Regions from separate parts of the Sus scrofa genome. Here region 2 is linked to region 1. The links are chromatin contacts, called in public HiChIP or PLAC-seq maps. All regions are on one chromosome and are shown on one strand. The core of a region is the stretch at or near the end of the contact, and the rest is flanking DNA. Distances in the headings are between cores, read along the strand shown.

The links. HiChIP or PLAC-seq counts read pairs in DNA pulled down with a chosen protein or histone mark.
Region 2: a contact with region 1 is called in an H3K27ac HiChIP or PLAC-seq map of alveolar macrophages. The contact joins the promoter of SETD1B here to the promoter of CLIP1 in region 1. A contact is called at or near these places in 2 of 2 datasets of contacts at active chromatin or transcription factors (alveolar macrophages and skeletal muscle).

What each region holds. Positions count from the first base shown.
Region 1 is chr14:30,317,657-30,322,306 of Sscrofa11.1, reverse strand. CLIP1 (CAP-Gly domain-containing linker protein 1) reads right to left here and starts at 1,437. Exons shown (of 26, transcript XM_021072961.1): 1 at 1,286-1,437.
Region 2 is chr14:30,883,754-30,888,310 of Sscrofa11.1, reverse strand. It overlaps SETD1B (histone-lysine N-methyltransferase SETD1B), which reads left to right and starts at 2,719. Exons shown (of 19, transcript XM_021073231.1): 1 at 2,719-2,922; 2 at 3,037-3,224; 3 at 3,445-3,543; 4 at 4,190-4,460. The coding sequence starts at 3,051. It also overlaps a transcript of RHOF not described here.

The DNA of each region.
Region 1 (4,650 bases), core at 188-2,687:
AATAAAGGTTAACATTTCCAGAGAAAAATGCACCAAAGCTGAGGAGCAACATACCTGAGCACTCTTGTCAAAGGTTATCATTAAACCCAAAGGTCTAATACATTTGGTCTCTAGGCTGTGCATACTATAGGTAGTAGCAGTTTTTAAAAAATAAAAAATAAAAATAACACCAACCAGAACCACAACCATAAGAGCAACAGCAGTAACACTAATACAAAGCTCTTATTGGCCAGGCAGGGTCCTAACCTAGAACAGAAAGAAGTCAAGGCTGCCGAACCAAAAAAAAAAAAAAGATGCAGCATTTTTTCCACCCTCCTTTTAAAATACAGTAATTGGCGCCCAGGTTTTGCTAAAAACAGGTATCGAAACATTGCAGACTGAACGTGTAATTTCTTCAAAGCAAAGAGGTGGGGCTGTGACGGGAGGGGGGGGTGGGGCGCGGTTCCTGCCAGATGGAAAAGCCACATGAAGTGGAGAAAGATGAGTTCAGGATTTCTCCCCAGATCAAAATCAGATATTTGAAGCACAGGACCGCCAAAGGAGGGGAAGCAGTGGTGTCTGCTTTTAAAATAACCTCTGAACAAGTGTCATCTGCCTTCAGAGCCAATCCCCTGCCGAGGCAGAAGGTTCGGGTTACGGGGCAGCGGGGTTATTTCAGAAATCCCTATCACCTCTCATCATCTACCTTCTCCAACAATCAGTCCCACTCGGGGGGGCTGTGTGTGGGGGACAAAAGCCACGGCCGGCCAGGCCCCAGGCCAGTTGGGTCAGCTCGCCGCCGAGGCCACGGCCAGGGTGCCCTCCATTCCGGTTCGCGGGCACCGCTGCCAAGGGCCCGGGCAATGCTCAGGTGGCCGCCGGGGCAACAGGTCCCGCCGGGCCTCGGCCCCTCCAGGGGGTCCACCCCCCCAGGGCCGAGGGGAGCAGAGAGGGACGCCAGGGAGGGAGCGGCGCCTGGGGCGGCGCAGGGGCAAGGAGTCCAAGCTCCATCTTGAGGCGGGCGGAGGAAGGGAAGGCCGGGCTCGGCGCTGACAGGGCCGGCGACTTTTCCGGCTCCGGGGGAGCACCCCAGAGACCCCTGGCCTCCAGGGCCATCCCCCTGGGGCTCCCCGGAACCCCTCGAGGGGGGGCGGTGCGCGGGACTCGGTCCCCCTCTCGGACGCCGGGCCGGCCCCCGACCCCAAGCCGGGAGGGCAGGAGAGGGCCCGGCGGGGCGGGAGGGGAAAGGTGAGGAGGGGACGGGGAAGGGGAGAGGGCCCGCGCCGCGCCCGCTCGCCCCGCTCACCGCTCGCCGCCGCCTCGGTAGCCGCCAGTCGCCGCCACCTGCCCCACTGCAGCAGCAGCAGCCGCGCGGCCGCCGCCTCCCGCCTCCCGGCTCGTCGGCTCCGGGCGGGGGAGAGCGTGACGCGCCGCCGCGGGGCCGGGCGGGCGCGCGCCGCCTGGAGAAGACGCCGCGGCGGCTCCACCCCGCGCGCTCCGCCGCCGCGCCCACTCCGGTCGGCCCAGCGCCTCGGACCCCGCCGCCAGCTCCGCGTCCGAGCCCCCAGCCGCTGCCTCTTTGTCTGCACCCGGGCCGCCGCTCTGGAGAAACGAACCTCAGACCCCCGGCGCGCCCGCCATCCAGCTCTCAGATCCCAGAGAGGACCGGGATGGGGAAGAAGGTGCGAGGAAACCCGAGAGGCCTGGACCAAGGGGCTTCTCATCATCTCGGTTAGTTCCCCATTTTCTGAACGTGTTCCCAGAATTTGCAAGTCACACCCGAGAGCTCCATTGAGACTTGATCGCACAGCCTGTTAATTTGCAGCTGATTTTTTTCTTTTTTCTTTTCCTTTTTTGCCAGATCCAGGGTGAGAAATCCTTTGAAATAAGCTCGGAGGAGCTGCCCACAGCTGGTTAACTTTAGGGAGCGTCCTCTCTGCCCTCCTCGCCCTCCAAGTAAGACCCAGGGTGAGCAACCTCTGGGGAAAGCACTGCAGCAAATGAAGCTTGAGAAGGACCATCTCCTCCCTCCCCTTCCCTCCAGGGAAAGACCGAGAGTTTAAAAATCCCTTGAAACAAACCCAACACTTGCTCCGTCAGTTTGAGAAAAGCCTTTTATTCGCCTCAGCCGCTTGGAGGGAAGCCCTGGTTAACGTCCTGTCCTCCCACCTCCCCACAGGGATCTCCTTTAAAAGCTTTTGAAAGGGACTGGAGGGGAGGCAGCAACAGCCTGCTCCGGGCCGGTGCAGCGGAGGGCGGCCAGCATTTCACTCCCATGGACCATGGCAACCCCAGAAGCTTTGCAGCTCCTGGAAGGAATTTGCAGCTGTGGGTGAAGCCCAGTATTTTACAACGACTTAGTAGTGGATAGGGGGCCCAGGGCTTCCCCATCCTCTCTGGTGGAAGGGAATAATCAGGAGGGTGACCCCCTTGCTGACCTTTATTCAAAGCACTGGTGCTGCTTGGACCAACAGGCATGCACAGAGCAGGGGGAGGGAACTGCAATGAAAATGCATGGAGTTCTGAACAAACAAGTAAATGTATCTGCTGGCACCTCCCCTGGATTCAGGCTTAAGTCACAAAAATCCTGTTTCCTAACTCAACATCACCTTAGTTTGCAAGTTGCAAGGTCAAAGTGTGGTGGCACCCCTGGTATCCAGTATGGATATTCCTAATCTGAAAGTCATACCTCACCCTCTCATCTGAATACTTTTCAGCACTAATGCACAACCTATATAATCATAGATGCGGTAGAAAAAGGCAGAGACTACTGTTGAGTGGGATGCAAATAAACACTTCTGTTTTCCTCTTATCTCCTCTTATTCTTTTTTTTTTTGGTCTGTTTAGGGCTGCCCTCTTGGCATATGGAAGTTCCCAGGCTAGGGGTTGAATCAGAGCTGTAGCTGCCAGCCTGCACCACAGCCACAGCAACGCAGGATCCAAGCCGCATCTTTGACCTGCACCACAGCTCACTGCAACTCCAGATTCCCAAACCCACTGAGCGAAGCCAGGGATTGAACCCGAGTCCTCATGGATGCTTGTCGGGTTCATTAACCACTGACCACGATGGGAACTCCTCCTCTAATCATTCTACTGAGCCTATCTTTATTTCTAAATGTTGTTCATCATGGAATTTTTGGCATTAATTTCAGTGTTTAAAATATCGCATTGGAGTTCCTGTCGTGGCTCAGTGGTTAACGAATCCAACTAGGAACCATGAGGTTGTAGGTTCGATCCCTGGCCTCCCTCAGTGGGTTAAGGATCCAGCGTTGCCATGAGCTGTGGTGTAGGTTGCAGATGCCTCTGGTGTAGGCCGTTGGCTACAGCTCCCATTAGACCCCTGGCCTGGGAACCTCCATATGCCTAGGGAGCGGCCCAAGAAATAGCAAAAAGACAAAAAACAAACAAACAAACAAACAAAATCTCATTAAAATAATATTTTCCTTGAATACTGAGTTTTTAAAGCCCCCTTAAATTTTGTGACCAAGGCCTAGTTCCAGCCCTACTACCAGGGCATTGACTGTGCTCATTCCCATGGTGTGGCTGGTGTTAGGACTAAAGAAGTTGGTCAGTTCTATTTCAAATTAAGCATTCTGTTTTTAGATGGAGCCACTGAGCTTTTTTAAATACATGTCCTCTGTAAAAGTATTAGAACAGCTCAGTGGACAAGACTTTGGAAGGTGGAGGAGAGTGGCAGAAGTTGAAAGTCAGATAGGAGCTCCCTAGTCTTCATTTTACAAGGCGGGGAAGTCATTAAATACTTTTTTTTTTTTTTTGGCTAGAAAGGATAAAAAATAAAAGTTTAATCATGTCATTAATTAACCAATAACTACAAATAGTGATAGACCTGTGTGGAGGGGAAGCGGTGCTTTAGTCACAACATAAATTCAATAGATCATGTCCAGAGATGATAACTAAATAAGAATATAGGTATACTTTCAGAGATATAGAAGTTACACCTGAAGAACTAAAGGCAAAAATGTGGTGGTCTTTGGAGAACAGAGTTGGGAGGATGGGCAGAACAAACTGCTGCTTTTCATTATAAACCCTGGTGTACTTTATTTTTTGAAATGTGCATGTATTACTTTGATTTCTTAAAAAAAAAAAGAGAGAGAGGGAGAGAGGGAGTTCCCATCATAGCTCAGTGGAAACGAATCTGACTAGTATCCATGAGGACACAGGTTGAGTCCCTAGTCTCGATCAGTGGGTTAAGGATCTGGCATTGCTGTGGCTGTGGTGTAAGCCAGCAGCTGTAGCTCCAATTTGACCCCTAGCCTAGGAACCTCCATATGCTGTGGGTGCGGCCCTAAAAAGACCAAAAAAAAAAGAGAGAGAAGAGTTCCCATTGTGGCTCAGTGGGTTAAGAGCCTATCTAGTACCCATGAGGGTTCGGATTTGATCCCTGACCTCGATCAGTGGGTTAAAGATCCAGTGTTGTTGCAAGCTGTGGCATAAGTGGCAGATGGGCTTGAATCTGACCTGTGGCTCTAACATAGGCCGGCAGTTGCAGCTCTGATTTGACCCCTAGCCCAGAGAACTTCCACATGGTGTGGCCGAAAAAAGAAAAGGAAAACAAAAGGTATTTAAGGATTTGAGGTCCTCAAACAAATGAGAATATTCTCTGCAAAGTGATAGATGTTCATGGTTTGTTTCTACACAGCTCTTTAGCTT
Region 2 (4,557 bases), core at 1,470-3,969, 560 kb before region 1:
TTTTAAAGTTACACTCTCATGGCATTTTCTGCTCCTTCCACTTCTGCAAACTTTCCAGGGTTGGGTTGGCAAAAGGCGGCTTCGCTGAGGACTGTTTACTGCTCTGGATATAGCAATGGTGTGACCGTCATTAAGAGACAAAAGGCGAAAATACACAGTCAAATCAAACAAAAGGCAAAAGACGCACCGGCCATCCCAACCACCATAGAAAATAGCCCCGAGTTAACGATGGTGTTTGGCTTGAACCAGCTAGGACTTGTTTTCCAGTTTTAATCTAGTTTCCTGTGACGGCTTTAGTCTCTTTACACAAAGAGGTCTTCCTTTCCCTCACCCACCCCCCTACCAAGAAGAGAAAAACAGAGCTGTTTTTCTTCAAATAGATCGACTTTCAAAGAAAGTGTACATGTTACTGGGAAGAAAGCTGACTAGCATTTATTGCTGTAAACATTTTCAAAAGCTTCAAGCTAAAACCCTAGCTTTATAAAAGCAAAAACGTCTAAAAGCATTTTAACTGGCTTATGTTAGACAAGAGCAACACAGACAGACATGCAGATGAAGGTTCAGAAAATTAAGGACATCTCAGCAACATTAACATGAAAACTGCACTGCGGCGTAAGGACAGAATGGATTGGGTACTTACAAGGTAAAAGGTTTTTAAAAACTTAAAAGAGTAACAACTGCTCACAATTTTTTTTTTGCTGCCATTTCGCTAGTCCTAAAACTATACATTTAAAACATTACCTTGTTAAAGAGAGAGCAGAAGGAGTTAATAAGATGGCCAGGTTTAAGTGTTTAATAGAGGAAACTATATATATAAAAATTTATTGTTCAGTCAAGAGAATACAGATTAAGACAGCTCCAAGCTCCCCCCACCCACCCAAGAAAAAAGAGGAAAAAAAATAAATATGTCATTTACTTAGGTTTTTTGGAATTCAAAATTGTTAACTGCTGACATTAATGGTGTGCTATGACCTAGTTATACAAGACAAAGATGGATTCCAAGTCATAAGGAAAAATCCAGATCTTTTTAAAAAGTCTTCTTCATTCTTCCAATTGTGAATCCTTTAGCCTGTTGACAAATGTTAAACACAACACTGAGGCGTCCTGAACTGGATGGTGGAGTCAAAGGAAAAACATTCCCCATTTGCAACAAAGGAAAAACCCACTTGGCCATTTAATTCCATTGCAGAAAAATGGCTCCCCTCATCTGTTGGCCTCTCCTTGGTGTCTGATGAAGGATGTTTTGAGATCAGCGTCTAATAACTCAAGCCCTATAGAAGCCGAGCTCTCATTGGCTGCCGCGCCCTGCCGCCCTGCTCTAGCCAATTACCTACCCACTGCCAAATTACAAACCCCGAAAAGAGCCCCAATATGAAATACACCACCACGAAGCCCCAACGAGGCGGTTCCCCTGCCTCGGCCGCCCGACAGGAAAGGCAGAGGGGGCTGCAAAAGCGTCCTCGAGAAGCCCGGGAGCCTAGGAGTTGAACTCACAAAATGGAAGCCGCACGCTGATTGGCCGCCGCCACTCCCGGACCTTTAATAAAGAAAGGGGAAGGAAAGATAAATGCAAAAAAGGGGGACTCTCTCCGCTGGTGGCTAGAGGAAGGGGGGTGGCGCGGGGAGAGAAGCATGTGTTCTCGACAATTACAGGGCGCTCCTCTCCAAAAATAAAAACAGAGAAAAATGCTTCTATCACCCAGGTCCAGGCAAGGGCTGCATCCTCCCAGGAATGTGAATGCTAATTTGGTTAAAATCCTGGTTTCCCCTCCCCAGCTCAGCTCCGGGGGGAGGGGGTCGCGGGGCAGAAGAGGAAGCCGGAGCCGAGATACCTCGATTGCAACTCGTCTTGGAGCCGCCTTGCCTCTCCTCACGGCTCCCAGCGTCCAAACACACAATCACACACACACCCCAAAACCCAGCCCTTTCCCCAGAGCTCCCACCTCGGGTCTTGTCAGTTTGCAAACAGTTTTGGAGGTCCGAGGCGCAAGCCGAGGCGGCCGCAGCTCGGAGGGTAGCCCCAGCCGCGGGAGGTAGAGCCCGGGGAGACCCCCTCCCCCGCCAGCCAAGCCCCCCACCTAAGTCCCAGCAGAATAAATAAATTAAAAGGCCTTCCCCCGGGGAGGGGGGAGGCAGTGTGGGAGCGCGCGAGTGAGGGGTGGGGGGCCGCTGGGGCCCGGGGCTTTGGCGGCGCAGCTGCCGCCGCCGGGAGAGTGCCTGGGGAAGCGGCGAGGAAGGAGAGGGGAGGAGGAAGAGGAGGAGGAGGAGGAAGAGGAGGAGGGTGAGCGCTCGGGTCGGGCTCCTTAGCGGTGTATTGTGGGATGTGCGGCTACTGGGAGCCGAGCCTCCGCCGCCAGCCGCCTCCCGGGCAGCAGCAGCAGCAGCAGCAGCAGCGGCGGCGGCAGCAGCTCCGGGCCCGGCAGCCGCGGCGGCGGCGGCGGCGCTCCCCCCTCCTGGCCCCCCGTCCGGCCGCCCCGGCCTCGGCTCCCGCGGGGGACACCATGTACTGGCTGGCGGCGCAGGGAGGCCGGCGCCCGGCGGGGATGTAAGCGCGGCTCGGGGAGGGAGAGGCCGCGGCCGGCAGCCAGGCGGCCCGAGCCCCCAGCCCCGGCCCCGGCCGAGCGGGAGGGCGGGCGGGCGGCGCCAGGCCTGCCGCGAGCCCCGCGCCTGAGCCGGGCCGATCGAGCGAGCTAGCGCCACGCCGGGCGGCCGGGCGGCCGGGCGGGCACCATGGGCCGGAGCCCGCGTCCTCCGGGTGCCCCGGGCCCCTCCAGCCCGCACCAGGGGGCCCCAGGAGCTCCTCGCAGCCGCCCCGAGACGGTGGCCGAGCGGGCGGGCGCCTAATTCTCCGGAAGGGTTATTCTCTCGCTCCATTCTTATTTTGGGGGGAGCCAGCGAGACAGCTCCTTTTGGGGCGCGCTGGTAAGGTGGGAGGGGGTGGGGGCTGGACGATTTGATTCTTTAGCGTGTGTGTAGAAGCGGCCGCCGCCGCCGCCGCCGCCGCGGCGGAGACGACAACAACTTGCTCGTTTTCAGGTTGGGTTAACGGCATGGAGAACAGTCACCCCCCCCACCACCACCACCAGCAGCCCCCGCCGCAGCCCGGCCCTTCGGGCGAGAGGAGGAACCACCATTGGAGAAGTTACAAGTTGATGATTGACCCGGCTTTGAAAAAGGGGCATCATAAACTGTATCGCTACGATGGGCAGCATTTCAGCCTGGCGGTGAGTAGCCGGCGCGCCTCCCCGCCGCCCTCACCCACCCGCGAGCCGTGCCGGGGAGAGGGGTCCGAGCGGTCCGGGAACACCCCCCCCTTCCTGACCACCCGCCAACTGTCAGCCGGGTCCCCAGTCCTGGAGTTTGACAAGTGCTTGGAGGGGGGGGGGTCTGTCCCTGGGGAGTGGGGCCAGCCCACTCATTCCGCCCCACTCTTCCTCCCCACAGATGTCCAGCAACCGCCCTGTGGAAATTGTCGAAGATCCCCGGGTCGTCGGGATCTGGACCAAAAACAAGGAGTTGGAGCTTTCGGTGCCTAAATTCAAGGTAGCACCCCTCCCCTTTGCCCCGCGTCCTTTCCACCGCCTCCCTACTCCCCGAGTTCGAAAATAACGCCAGTCCTGACCGAGCCCAGCCTGATTCTGAGTTCCCGCCGTCCGCGGCGGCCGGGGCCGGGGAAGTTTTGGCGGAGAGGGGGAGATTGCTGCCAGAGGGGTGTCCCTTCTCGGCTGCTGTTAACATAATAACACTCGGTGAAACTGTAATCTAGGCGTTGATACAGTGTCCTGCCCGCCCAGATGGGGGCTCCGGGTCCCCACCTGGCTCCTCACAGCCCATTGACTCGGCCCCGGAGACCCGCCCCCCTCCCCAGCCTTGTGGCTTTAGGGGGACAACTTCCTAGCCCAAGGGGTCGCCCCTGCCCGGCAGCTGGGAGAGGAGGCCAGAATGGGGGGTGGGGAAAGAGAAACTGTTTCTTTTTCCCCTTTCCTTTCGAACCCAGAGGACTTCCACGTTCCAAACGATTTAATCCTCTGCTTCCCGGGCCCGCCCGCGTGCATTTCCCCCCCAAAAAAAAAAATTTATTTTTTTACTTACCCTTCATTGTTTTCAGAGGGCAGCCGAGTGGGGAATGTTGTGTTTTCCCTTTGGTTTCAATGTTCTCCAAATTCCCTTCCCCCTCGTCCCCTGTCAGATCGATGAGTTCTACGTGGGCCCAGTGCCTCCGAAGCAGGTGACATTTGCCAAGCTGAATGATAACATCCGTGAAAACTTCCTGAGGGACATGTGCAAGAAGTATGGGGAGGTGGAGGAGGTGGAGATTTTGTACAACCCCAAGACCAAGAAGCACTTGGGCATTGCCAAAGTGGTCTTTGCCACGGTCAGGGGAGCCAAGGAGGCGGTTCAGCACTTGCATAGCACTTCAGTCATGGGCAATATCATCCACGTGGAGCTGGACACCAAAGGTGAGTGGAGGTCCGCCCAACGCGGCCGCTGCGGAGGAACTGCAGGACCTGTCAGTGTGACTCTTTCCCTCCCAGAATCCCTCTTGCAGTGTTGGGG